4 separate regions of the Mus musculus genome follow, and all the other regions are linked to region 2. Evidence: chromatin contacts called from public promoter capture Hi-C data. All regions are on one chromosome and are shown on one strand. The core of a region is the stretch at or near the end of the contact, and the rest is flanking DNA. Distances in the headings are between cores, read along the strand shown.

The links. Promoter capture Hi-C pulls out the DNA fragments that hold promoters and counts their contacts.
Region 1: a contact with region 2 is called in a promoter capture Hi-C map of the 3T3-L1 cell line, with 8 times the contacts expected there. The contact joins the enhancer-like site here to the promoter of Pkd2 in region 2. A contact is called at or near these places in 15 of 39 promoter capture datasets (the 3T3-L1 cell line, 3T3-L1-derived adipocytes, the HPC-7 cell line and 11 more), 26 of 484 Hi-C or Micro-C datasets (the 3T3-L1 cell line, 3T3-L1-derived adipocytes, B cells and 20 more), 7 of 115 datasets of contacts at active chromatin or transcription factors (the NIH/3T3 cell line, astrocytes, embryonic forebrain and 1 more) and 1 of 9 other capture datasets (embryonic stem cells).
Region 3: a promoter capture Hi-C map of neutrophils shows a contact between it and region 2. The contact joins the promoter of Hsd17b13 here to the promoter of Pkd2 in region 2. A contact is called at or near these places in 9 of 39 promoter capture datasets (the 3T3-L1 cell line, cranial neural crest, hippocampal neurons and 6 more) and 2 of 115 datasets of contacts at active chromatin or transcription factors (embryonic limb bud and stem cell-derived neural progenitor cells).
Region 4: a contact with region 2 is called in a promoter capture Hi-C map of trophoblast stem cells, with 5 times the contacts expected there. The contact joins the enhancer-like site here to the promoter of Pkd2 in region 2. A contact is called at or near these places in 13 of 39 promoter capture datasets (3T3-L1-derived adipocytes, the HPC-7 cell line, the SN4741 cell line and 9 more), 1 of 15 datasets of contacts at CTCF or cohesin (the NIH/3T3 cell line), 8 of 484 Hi-C or Micro-C datasets (Sertoli cells, adipose-derived mesenchymal stem cells, bone marrow-derived macrophages and 4 more), 11 of 115 datasets of contacts at active chromatin or transcription factors (the NIH/3T3 cell line, SST interneurons, bone marrow-derived macrophages and 4 more) and 1 of 9 other capture datasets (embryonic stem cells).

Annotation. Positions count from the first base shown.
Region 1 is chr5:103,997,730-104,000,429 of GRCm38.p6, reverse strand. The region is part of intron 5 of Hsd17b11 (hydroxysteroid (17-beta) dehydrogenase 11); the gene reads left to right. Among named protein-coding and RNA genes, the nearest start is that of Hsd17b13, 22 kb to the right of the region's middle. Within about 2 kb of position 1,384, at least 16 of the 459 cell types and tissues checked have an H3K27ac peak or open chromatin away from gene starts, as enhancers often do. A contact at or near this core is called in liver, where this site is marked.
Region 2 is chr5:104,458,159-104,460,974 of GRCm38.p6, reverse strand. It overlaps Pkd2 (polycystin 2, transient receptor potential cation channel), which reads right to left and starts at 1,518. Exons shown (of 15, transcript NM_008861.3): 1 at 750-1,518. The coding sequence starts at 1,338.
Region 3 is chr5:103,975,997-103,978,696 of GRCm38.p6, reverse strand. It overlaps Hsd17b13 (hydroxysteroid (17-beta) dehydrogenase 13), which reads left to right and starts at 1,309. Exons shown (of 7, transcript NM_001163486.1): 1 at 1,309-1,591. The coding sequence starts at 1,382.
Region 4 is chr5:104,071,168-104,073,867 of GRCm38.p6, reverse strand. Gm17660 (predicted gene, 17660) reads left to right here. Exons shown (of 10, transcript NM_001163772.1): 6 at 304-330; 7 at 1,771-1,800; 8 at 1,884-1,895; 9 at 2,614-2,649. The coding sequence ends at 2,619. Among named protein-coding and RNA genes, the nearest start is that of Gm17660, 5.1 kb to the left of the region's middle. Within about 2 kb of position 1,412, at least 68 of the 459 cell types and tissues checked have an H3K27ac peak or open chromatin away from gene starts, as enhancers often do. A contact at or near this core is called in Sertoli cells, epiblast stem cells, second pharyngeal arch cranial neural crest and 2 more, where this site is marked.

The DNA of each region.
Region 1 (2,700 bases), core at 135-2,634, 460 kb after region 2:
CCCAAAAGAATCTATGTTAAGCTACAATTTTGTTAGAAAATAAAAGTAAGACTAAACCTAGGTTTTCTAGCACCACCCATGATCCCAGCACTCTGGAGGCTAAATTTCACACCAGCATAGGCAACAAAGTAAGATCTGTCTCCAACAACAACAGAAGAAACACACAACAAAAGGCAAGACAATCTGTTCAGAAAGCCAGTTCTTAACTCTGTCTGTATGAACTATGAAGCCCTAACTTAACCCTGAAGAAACGACAGGTCAGGCTGGAGTTGGGGAGCAGCCATACCAAAATACCCCTTGCTGCTTCCTCTCTGTCTCAGGATTTAGATGCTGAAATAGCATATTGGCATTCGTTTTTAAAAAATAAAATAAAATAAAAAACAGGTGATCTTTCATTTGTTAAAACCTGGTACTACATTTTAAAGCTATTGCCCCAGGACATGGCTGGACAAGGCAAGAGCGCCCTCTGCTGGAGCACAGGTATCCCGAGGAGAAATAATTAGAGACTAGCAGTGTGTGCCCCAGCTGATCACCAAACAGTCTTTTTCTTACATCTGGAGCACTGGGGTAGATGCTGTCTAGCTATCCGATAGGTGAGTCGTCTGAGGCTTACAGTTATTCCCCATGAGTAGCAGAAAGGAATCTCAGACCCAGTTACCCAGAGCCAGATTTCTCTCTGAAGAAACTGGAACGGCTTCTAAGTGGACGAATTTGAAATGTGTCCCAGATGACCGTTGGTGCTTAAATCCACCCCTAAGGGCACTCATATGTCGTCTATCACTTGTGTTTACACATGTAACACACTGCAAAGAAGCCAGGTTTCCATAAAGGCAAGAGTTCACTGTAGTCTGAATTTATGGGAATTAAATATTGTCATGCCCCCTGATTAAGTTCTTGAGAACTAAGAATTATTTTTATTAAATAAGCTTGGATAGCAATAGGGTTATTTCAAAATATTCACCTGCTAAATACCAAAATCAGTCCCCGGTTCTTTCTGTTTGCCTTTATTCTCTGATCTGATCCTGCATGCCAGCTTTGATCCTCCAGCCATGGTTTGATAATCTGTCTCTACCTCTGCCTCTCAGTGTCTCTTTGACTCTTTCTCTTCCTCTCTCTCTCTCTCTCTCTCTCTCTCTCTCTCTCTCTCTCTCTCCCTCCTCCCTCCCTCCTCCCTCTCTCTCCTTCTCCCTCTAATTTCATACAGCCAAAGCTGAATTCAGCTCGCTATGAAGCAAAGATGACATGAGCCTCTGCCCTTCCTGCCTGCCCCTGTCTTCCAGTTTCTTCTGCTTCTACTTTATATAACAACTCTGCAGCTGGTCATCTTTTTGTCACTCTGGCAAAATACTGGTGATAATCAACATACACAGAGAAAACGTTTATTTTTGTCCACAGTTTTGGAGATTCACGCCTGTGATTGGTTGGCCTCACGGTTTCCAGAACTTAGCTAGGTAACAGTTCAAGGTAGCAGGCAGTAAGCCAAGTGTGGTGACTCATGCCTCTAATTTTAGTGCACATTACGCTCATTATCACAAATTAAAGACCAGCTTGGGCTTAAATACTGAGACCCAACATGAAACAAAACAGGAAGCTTCCTTGCCATCTGTTCTTGAAAGAATTATTAAAAGATTTCTGTCAGTTCTCCTTTAAACGTTAAAAAGAAAGAAGAAGAAGAAGGAGAAGAAGAATAAGGAGAAGAAGAAGAAGAAGAAGAAGAAGAAGAAGAAGAAGAAGAAGAAGAAGAAGAAGAGGGAGAAGGAAGGAGAAGGAAGGAGAAGGAGAAGAAGAAGAAGAAGAAGAAGAAGAAGAAGAAGAAGAAGAAGAAGAAGAAGAAGAAGAAGAAGGAAGGAAGAGGAGGAGGAGGAGAAGGAGAAGAAGGAGGAAGGAGGAGAAGGAGAAGGAGAAGAAAGAAGAAGAAGAAGAAGAAAGAAGAAGAAGAAGAAGAAGAAGAAGGAAAGAAAGAAAGAAAGAAAGAAAGAAAGGAAGGAAGGAAGGAAGGAAGGAAGGAAGCTGGGCATGGTAGCTAGAATTTCCAGTTCAGATGTGTCTATATAGAAAGCTCTAGGCCAGCCTGGGCTACACAGTCAGACCCTGACTGTCTAAAACGAGCAGTCTTGAGTGCCAATTTAATTTCTTACTAAAGGCCTGCTCCAGTTTTTAGTTTCCTTGTGAAGCAGTTTCAGTGGCTGCCATTCCTTAGGTCTGTGTATCTCATGTGGACTCTGTCCCAGGGCTGTTCACGGTGCTCTCAGAGTCGTTATTCTGTGAGGTCCTAGTACTGCCCCTGCTGTACTCTGTTTTCATGTTCTGAATTCTATTTCCCTTGGCCATCCTAGCTTAGAATGCTAGGATGTGGTTCTTTTCAAAGAATCCTGGGTTCTCTTCTGTTTCTGGTCTCTGTCCACTTACTCATGGCTTCTCTGCTGTTTCTGGTCTCTGTCCACTTCCCTATAATTAAGTCTTCACTGTTTCTCAGTCGTCTTGCCTTCTGTTTGGTTTAATATGACTTGTAGCTTCTTTCTTAATCTTCTTTTACTTTTGATATTATAATGTAATTATATCATGTCCTCCTTTCGCTTCCTTCCCTCCAAACCCTCACCATGTAACATTCTCCCACCTTCAAATTTGTGGCCTCCTTTTCCTTAATTGTTAAAGTAGTTGTGTGTGTGTGTGTGTGTGTGTGTGTGTGTGTGTGTGTGT
Region 2 (2,816 bases), core at 269-2,768:
CATCTGGAAAAGCAATCATCTTGTTGGAATGGCAAAGGACCTTGCTTCCAGTCTTTAAACACACACACACACACACACACACACACACACACACACACACACACGGGGGGGGGGGGGGGGGGACACGGGCGAGGTATAATAATTTTGTTTGCAACTGTTTAAGAAATGTCTAGAATTGGAAATGATCAAAAATGTGTTTCTACACATTTCTGTCAACAACCTCTCTCTCAACCAAACCTTCAGACAATGACCTGTTTAAAGGCATTTGTCTCAAAACTTGGATAACATTGTAGGTCCCTACTAGAATGGCTGAAGGGACATGACACATCGCCACCAAAGGAAAAGCTTGGGCTCTGGAATAAACTTGTTCCTCATTTGTGACATTTAGCAAGCATAAAGTTCCAACTATTGTCAGTTGTACTAGAATATTCACTTTTCGTCCTCCAAAAGCCCAGGTATTAACGGCTTGCTTTTGTTTTCCAAAATGTGCTAGCATCTTAAGGAGAGAGGAAGGGAGGAAGGGAGGCGTCCAATGAATTTGCACCAACAAGAACGCAGTAAAATTCGGTGATGGGTACCGGAAATCGCGCCGAATTAGAGGAGTTAGGGAAGGCGCTCTGGAAGGAGGCGGGAACGCAGAGGATGCGAGGTGGAGCCGCAGCAGACAGCCACCCTTGTAGGACAGGGGTTCGAGCCCGCGCGCAGGCAGTTGTCAAGCGTGCACTGGACGCCAAGAGTCCGGATCTTACCTCGCAGCCCTCGCACCAGCCTCTCTGCCCAGGCCACTCGGGGTGGCTGGCCCTCCAGCGGGAGGTGGCGATGCAGCGGGTCCCCGCCGCCCGCGGGGCTGGGACACTGCGCGCCCTGGTCCTCTAGCCGGCGCCGCCTCCCGCTCAGGTGAGCCGCGCCGCGGTAGCTCCCGAGCCCTCGGCCGCGGGCGCCCACCGAGCTCACGGCCGAGGAGGAGGCCGACCTCCGACTGCCCGGGCGCCACTCCACATCCATCTCTACCACCATCCCTCCTTCTTCTCCTTCCACCTCGTCGTCGTCGTCATCCTCCTCTGCCTCAAAGCCCGGGTTGTCGCGGCTCCACGCTTGCCTGGAGCAGGACGAAAGCGGAGGAGACGGCGAGGCCGAGGCTCCGGCCGGGGGATCCCGAGCGGCCGCCTGCCGGATGCGCTCCATCTCGATCTCCAGGCCCCGCTGCTCCCCGAGGCCGCCGGGGACAGCTAGGCCGGCGCCTCCCGCCACCAGGCGCCCGGGTCCGGACGCTCGCGGCGCGGGCGAGCGTCCCGCGTCCCCGGGCGGCTGCGGCTGCACGCGTCTGGAGTTAACCATGGCGCTCACTGGCGCCCAGCGCGCCCGGGAGTGCCGCCGCCCTCTGCCGCAGGAGCCATGTTCTTTTCTTCCCGGAGTCGGCCTGCTGCTCCCCGCCTCCGCCCGCCCCCTCGGCCCGCCTCCCGGGCCCTGGCCTCGCCTGGACTGGACTTAGGCGCGTCGAAAAGGCCCCAGCGGCCAGGGATCCAAGTAGAGCCAGGGTCCCCATCGGTGCCCACATTCCTACGGGGTAGCTTGCTTGGTCAGCCAGCTCGTCGGGAAAGGGGCTCCTGGGTGTGTCCATGCCTGCATGACCTTAAGATAGTGCTTAGACTCTGTCCATACTCCCCCTGGGTTTGCAAAGGTGCAAGGAGGAGGGTAAAGATGGAGATCTTTTGTTGGGATAGAAAGAACTAGTGAAATCCAGCTTGAACTGAATTCTCAGGGAAGGCAAAGAAATCCACCCTTCGTTTAAAAACCAGAAAGAAATCACCAAGGCGGCAAGGCTTGCATTTGGTGACCCTCAGCTCCTTGATTCTGTGTTTACTGGATGATTTCCTGTCTCCACTCTCCAGACATCTAGAGGCATCCAAGGGTTGGATTTTGGAACTTTCTGATGCCTCCACCATTACCTCATTTCCGCTCCTGGCCAGCCCTTGAGTAACAGAATCCTGCCTCAGGCGTTAGGTCTAGATCTCCATCCTCGCTACGCCCCAGCTGGCACAGCCAACTTAAGACAGCAGTTGGGTCAGGCAAAGCCTACTCCAAATTCGATTTTCCATGGTTTTCCCATCTCTTTTAAAAGTTAAATTCCTGGCCAAGATCTGTGCATCTCTGCCCTCACTTCTGACGCTTCTCATAGGATGTCCTCATCCACCTCCTCGTCAAGTCCCGCGGGGGTCTTCTTGTCATTTCTGTCCTCAAGGGGTTCTCTAATGCTTTTTACTCTAACTGCAAACATTGTCATTCCACAGCAGAGCAAATGATTTCTGTCACTTCCATATCTCTTCTGCCATTCTAATACTAAACTGGTCTCTCTCTGTTTAGCCTTGGGGATAGGACTGGATTGGGAGCCTATGGGTGGTATCCCTCCCCCATTTCCCTCCTACCCACCCACCCATATTCTCCATGTCTCCACTGTTTGCAATAAGGGGTCAGCCATGTTGGTACATTAAAGAATCTATGGAATTCTAGCTTAAGTGGTAATATTTTATTTCTGCAGTTTAGCAAATGTGCATGGTCCGATCCTATATTAGTTTGCCAGGCTTGTTATAATAACTTACCACACACTGTGTTCAATAATGCAAATACATTTTCTCAAAAAAAAAAAAAAAGTTGGTTGACCTTTTCCGAGGCCTGTCTTGGCTTGCATATGGCACGTTTTGCCTGTGTCTCCCCATTGTCCTCCCTTAAATGTTTCATCCTCCTCTTCCTCCTCATCTTCGTGGTCATCGTCATCATCACCATCATTGTCATCGTAGTGGTTATAGACAACCTTA
Region 3 (2,700 bases), core at 60-2,559, 480 kb after region 2:
AATTTCTTTCTTTAAAGGAAGAATACTATCCCATCGTATGTATGTCTGATATTTTACCCATCCATTGATGGACAAGGGTGATCTCTCCTTTTCCACTATTAGAAGTTACTCTATCCAGAATGTGTCCCCTTAATTTCTTATGCTGGAATCTAGCTCCTATTAATATAGAATGTTGGAACTTTGGGAGGTGATTACGTCACGATGGCTGTCTATGGTTTTTATAAAGTTGACCACAGAGAAGTTCCTCCTCATTCTTTGGGGTGCAGTGGCCATGAAATGACAGCTGTCTGCAAACCAAGATGCCAGTTCCCACTTGACACACATACAGCTTAGGTTACACAGACACTAGGACTGTGTAATAAGCCACCTAGCCCACAGTATTTGTCACCACCGCCCAGGCTGAGACAGTGGCAGCACTTTTAAGTTGACGTGTATGATATCTGGTCTGGTGATTTTCCCAGTGTTATGGCGAGAACTGGCTGTTTCCTATAACCTACATTCTCCTCCACCTCAGGGGTTTCAGAGGAAGATCATAACTGTGAATGCATGCGTTCAACAGCTAAGCTTTGTTGACCCATATTTTAGCTTCCTCATTTTTACTTTATATGCATGTGTGTGTGTGTGCATGTGTGTCTGTGTGTATGTGAGTGTGTGCATTTGTGTATGTGTGTGCATGTGTGTGTCTGTGTGTGTACATGTATATGTGTCATGTATATGTGTCTATGCGTGTGTGTATGTGTGTGTATGTATCTATGCATGTATGTTTGTATGTGTGCATCTGTATGTAAGTGTGTCTGTGTCTGTGTGTGTACATGAGTGTGTGTCTATGTGTGTGTGTCTCCCTCTCTGTGTGTATGTGTGTGTAGAGTTGGCTATCTCCTTCCACTATGGATTTGGGGATCATATTCAGGTAAAAGGCTTGCATGGCAAGCACTTTGACTGCTAAGCCATGTCACTAATCCCTTAAAGTTTCTTTAATATAATGTTTCTATTTCTAATTCCCCCAACCCTGATTTAACATGAATGCACACATGTGCTTGCTTGTGTTCGTGCATGCACACACACACACACACACACATTCAAATGATAACAGACCATTAGCTGATGCAATACTTCCAGAATAGCTTTGAGAGGTGAAGTTTCATGTCGAAACATGGTGCATAACTGCTTTTCAGATAACCAGGTCCAAAGGGCACATCCCACTGGGTTCCCTGACCTATGCTGCGCTTGTGTTAGAGACTGGCATCATTTCAAAAACCAAAGGTGTATCTGATTCGTCAGGGGACACAGTCAAAGTCTGCCTCTTCTGCAGCAGCCCATAATACCTGACAGGGCTCTCTGTGGAGCTCTGAGCAGAGGTGTCTGTTGTGAGAACAGAGCCATGAACCTCATCCTGGAATTTCTCCTTCTGGTGGGCGTCATCATCTACTCCTACCTGGAGTCACTGGTAAAGTTCTTCATTCCCCGGAGAAGGAAATCTGTGACCGGGCAGACCGTTCTCATCACGGGGGCCGGACACGGAATAGGCAGGCTGACTGCATATGAATTTGCAAAGCAGAAAAGCAGACTGGTTCTATGGGATATCAATAAGGTAATAATAGGTGTTTCTAACAATCTTTTAAAGTCACAAAATAACAAGGCATATGTTTCTCTAGAGACGTAACTTAGTGCTGGCTTTTCTCTGTGTTTTCCTTTTTCAAAGTTTTAATAAACTCCTGGGTCCTTTCTGGATCCCTGCGACAGGTGAACAAGATGGAACCAACGAGCTGGAGAACTAAGCCTGGGGGGTTTCATTTTGTTTGACTGGTTGGTTGGTTGGTTGGTTGGTTCTACTGTGGTGTACAACTTGATAACAAGAGACGCAGGAGCCAGAGAGCTTCCCAGCTGCTGAAATTAGGCAAGCCACATAACTTACCTCAACTTCAAATTTAAAAAACAAAAAACAAACAAAAAACTCTACCATTGGGATAAAATCTCAGAGGGAGACAAAATCTACAGGTAATGATTGCCAGCAACCAAATTGGCCAATATGCAGTTTATTACAGCTAGGGGTGACTTTTATACTTTTAGATTTTCATTTATTCTGTTATTCATTTGTTCCTTTCTGTGATAGACTGAAGCTGGGTCTTAGTACCTACCACTGAGCCACAGTACCTTAGCACGTGCCAGGCAAGCACTCTATCACCGAGCAACCGCTCAGGTTTTTACACATTTGAGGGATTGATTCTCAAAACAAACAAACAAAACCACATGAAGAACTAACAGCAGAAACCCATGGTACTTCCACTCACACTCCAGCAATCCTAAAATACTTACATCTGACCTTTTGCAGAAGAAGAAAAAATACTTGCCGGGTCCTGAGCAAGAAGGGTAAAGAATAATACTTAAGTGCTTAGCATGGCCTGGTGCACGCAGCATCACATATGGAAATGTCTACACCAGTGCCTGGCTTTCACTAGTACATTTAAGAGGTTGTTGATCTCTGTTTATTTATAAATGCTCTTAACTACCTTAAGTCTGAAAGTGTTGACGTCCTGTGTCACTTTCTCCTAAACATGCACATTCCCAAAAGGTCGTGAAAAAGATGTGCCACAACAAACTGTCTCTGGGATTGTAATCTTTGAAGAACTGGACTGGGGATGTAGCCCAGCGGTACAACAATTATCTAGAATATACAAACTAGATATTAGATCCAGTTGT
Region 4 (2,700 bases), core at 163-2,662, 390 kb after region 2:
GGCTAGGGGGTCTTAAAACTATGTTTCCGGCCCATTGGACTTGCAAACTTTATATGCCCCAGTACAGGGGAACGCCAGGGCCAAAAAGGGGGAGTGGGTGGGTAGGGGGCTGGGGGGTGGGTGGGTATGGGGGACCTTTGGGATAGCATTGAAAATGTAAATGAGGAAAAGACCTAATTAAAACAAAACAAAACAAAAAAAAAAAAAAACTATGTTTCCATTTACCAGGCTAATTCAAAGTTGTAACTCTAAGTTGAACCGCTAAATTGTAACTCTTGGTTTGTTCTCTTTCTTTTATTCAAGGTTCTGACACCTAATCAGCTTCTGGAGGTAAATATATTCTGCTCTGTCCATCTATGGGGTCTTTAAGAATACAGCATCTAATAGCATATAACTGAGCCAGTTCATTCTGGAAACCACTGCACGGATTCAGTTCATCTTGACCCACAGGCAGGGCACCTGGTAAATCCAAAGGCCAAAACAAAGGCCAGTGTACGAGAAGAGTTCTTTCCATTCACTCAGTTCTAACGTGACAAGACAAGGTCATTATTACTGATGCGAGTTAAGTGAAAAAGCGAGGGGTCAGAAAACCTAGAGGAACAGAATAAAGTGCTTTAGGAAGAGAAGGTAGATTCCAATACTAAGGAATTGGCACAGCGTGTAATATGTGAAACCTTATCAAATCTAAACCCCAAAGGAGGTTTGCTTGTTTGTTTTTGAGACAAGCTCTCTATAGTCCTTGGTAGCCTAGAACTTAATATGTAGACCGGGCTGGTCTCAATTTCTAAGATATCTGTCTCTGCCTCTACCTCTCTGTCTCTCTGTCTCTCTGCCTCTCTGCCTCTCTCTCTGGGTCTTTCTCTCTGCCTCTCTCTCTGTGACTGATTACTGGTGATTATAACGTCACCAAGTGGGTCTTCCAGTTGGAGCCCAGCTGCAGGGGCACCCAGCATCCTGTGCTGGGAAACTAGATCTTCATGTTACCTGTAGACTTGATCCAGCTTCGTGGCTTTGCTCAGTTCGCCAGCATGGACAGCAATGACCTGCCTGACCTCTGAATGTGTGCTCGCTTCAGAGAATCTGACTCACTCAAGTTGCCAGGGGCCTTCTTAGAGGATCCCAACAATACTTAGGGAGCTAATCGCTCTTCTCTTCCCTCTCCATATCCCTCCCTCCTCCCCTCCTCACCCCTTTCTCACCCTCCCCCACACTCAGTACTCAGAATGTTGCTTATACATAAGAACGCAGAGGTTGGTTTCACTATTCCTAGTGTTCTGGGGCAGGCAGCTTTGTACATAACGGGGATAATGGATCACCATTAGTCCAATCCAATCTCTTGAAGAAGCTGCTGAGCTCTACAGGAAGCTGCAGAGCAACACATCTCCAGTGGAACAGCTGTGTAAGCAAATCAGCAAGACAAAGCCCCATTCATAGCTTTGCAGCAGGAAACCATTCAACAGGACATTCCCATCTCCAACCAGAGTGCCGCTTACTCAAAGTGGACGGGGGGGGGGGGGGGGGGGGGGGGGGGGGGGGGGGGGGGGGGTCTTCAGCTTTCTCACTTTCAAATGCAGTAAATGCAGTGAGAAGGTAGAGGAAAGTAGTTCCATAAATCAAAGGAATTTGAATTATCTTCAATCTTGTACACATCAAGTATGATTTCCAATGAAACATTCACGTACAAAACATTTCCGCTGACACATGTGCTAGGATGAATATAAATTGGAAGGCAAACCCACCGAGACTACTTACCCCTTTCTTCTTTTACAGTTAATCACTTCTATTTTGAACCAACTGCAGGTAAATCTTATTTTCATAAACAACAAAGTCACTAAGTGAACTCTGGTTAGTATTTAACTTTTTTTTTCCCCTTATTTTTCTAGGGCTTCCTTGGGGTAAGATTTTATTTCTGGTTCTATTGATAAAGGTGACATCCATTGTCAGGGAAGGGGGAGAATAACTCCTCTAAATCAACCCAATGCCTTAAGCCAATCACAGTGCATGGTGTTATGAATTCAGTTCCCAGACCTTTAAGATCAGAATCTCTGCATCTCTAACAGTAAGTATCTTTTCACAAGGCAGGTTTCACAAGGTTTAAGATTGTAGACATCAGCACAACCTTAGGTCGTGAACTCTCAGGTACTTACATTTACCTTGGGCTTGCTTCCGGCGACTGGACAACTCACAGCAGCAGACTGAGGAAAGCCTACTGTAAAATTACCAAACACAGCCATGGTCTGACCTCAAGGCAATGCCCAAACCCAATTTTAAGGGGGAAAAGTGTGTTTTCACCCACCAGCCTTCCTAGTAATAAGTTTCACTGCTCTGGAATATTACTCATACTTTTTATTTACCACTATGAAGACTCCCCTCTGTCAGGCCTCCACACACCATGTGGAAGAAACTACCTTCTATTTAATACAAGATCCTTAGGGCTTCAGTTTCTTGGCATTCACAGATCACCAAAGCACAAAGCCAGTCGCCCGATCACACCAGTATTTCAACATCAACAACAAAAGAATCCTAAGATGGGAGAGGCTGAGGGGAGGTGGGAGAGGAAATGAAAATGTCTCAGATCCTCACAGTAAATGAATGTACTGTCTACCTCAACAGAGATAAGCTTCACTACTACATCAGAAGGCTCGCACAGTGAGTACAATCTCCAAAAAACATCTTTCACCAATGAATATGTAAATTAGA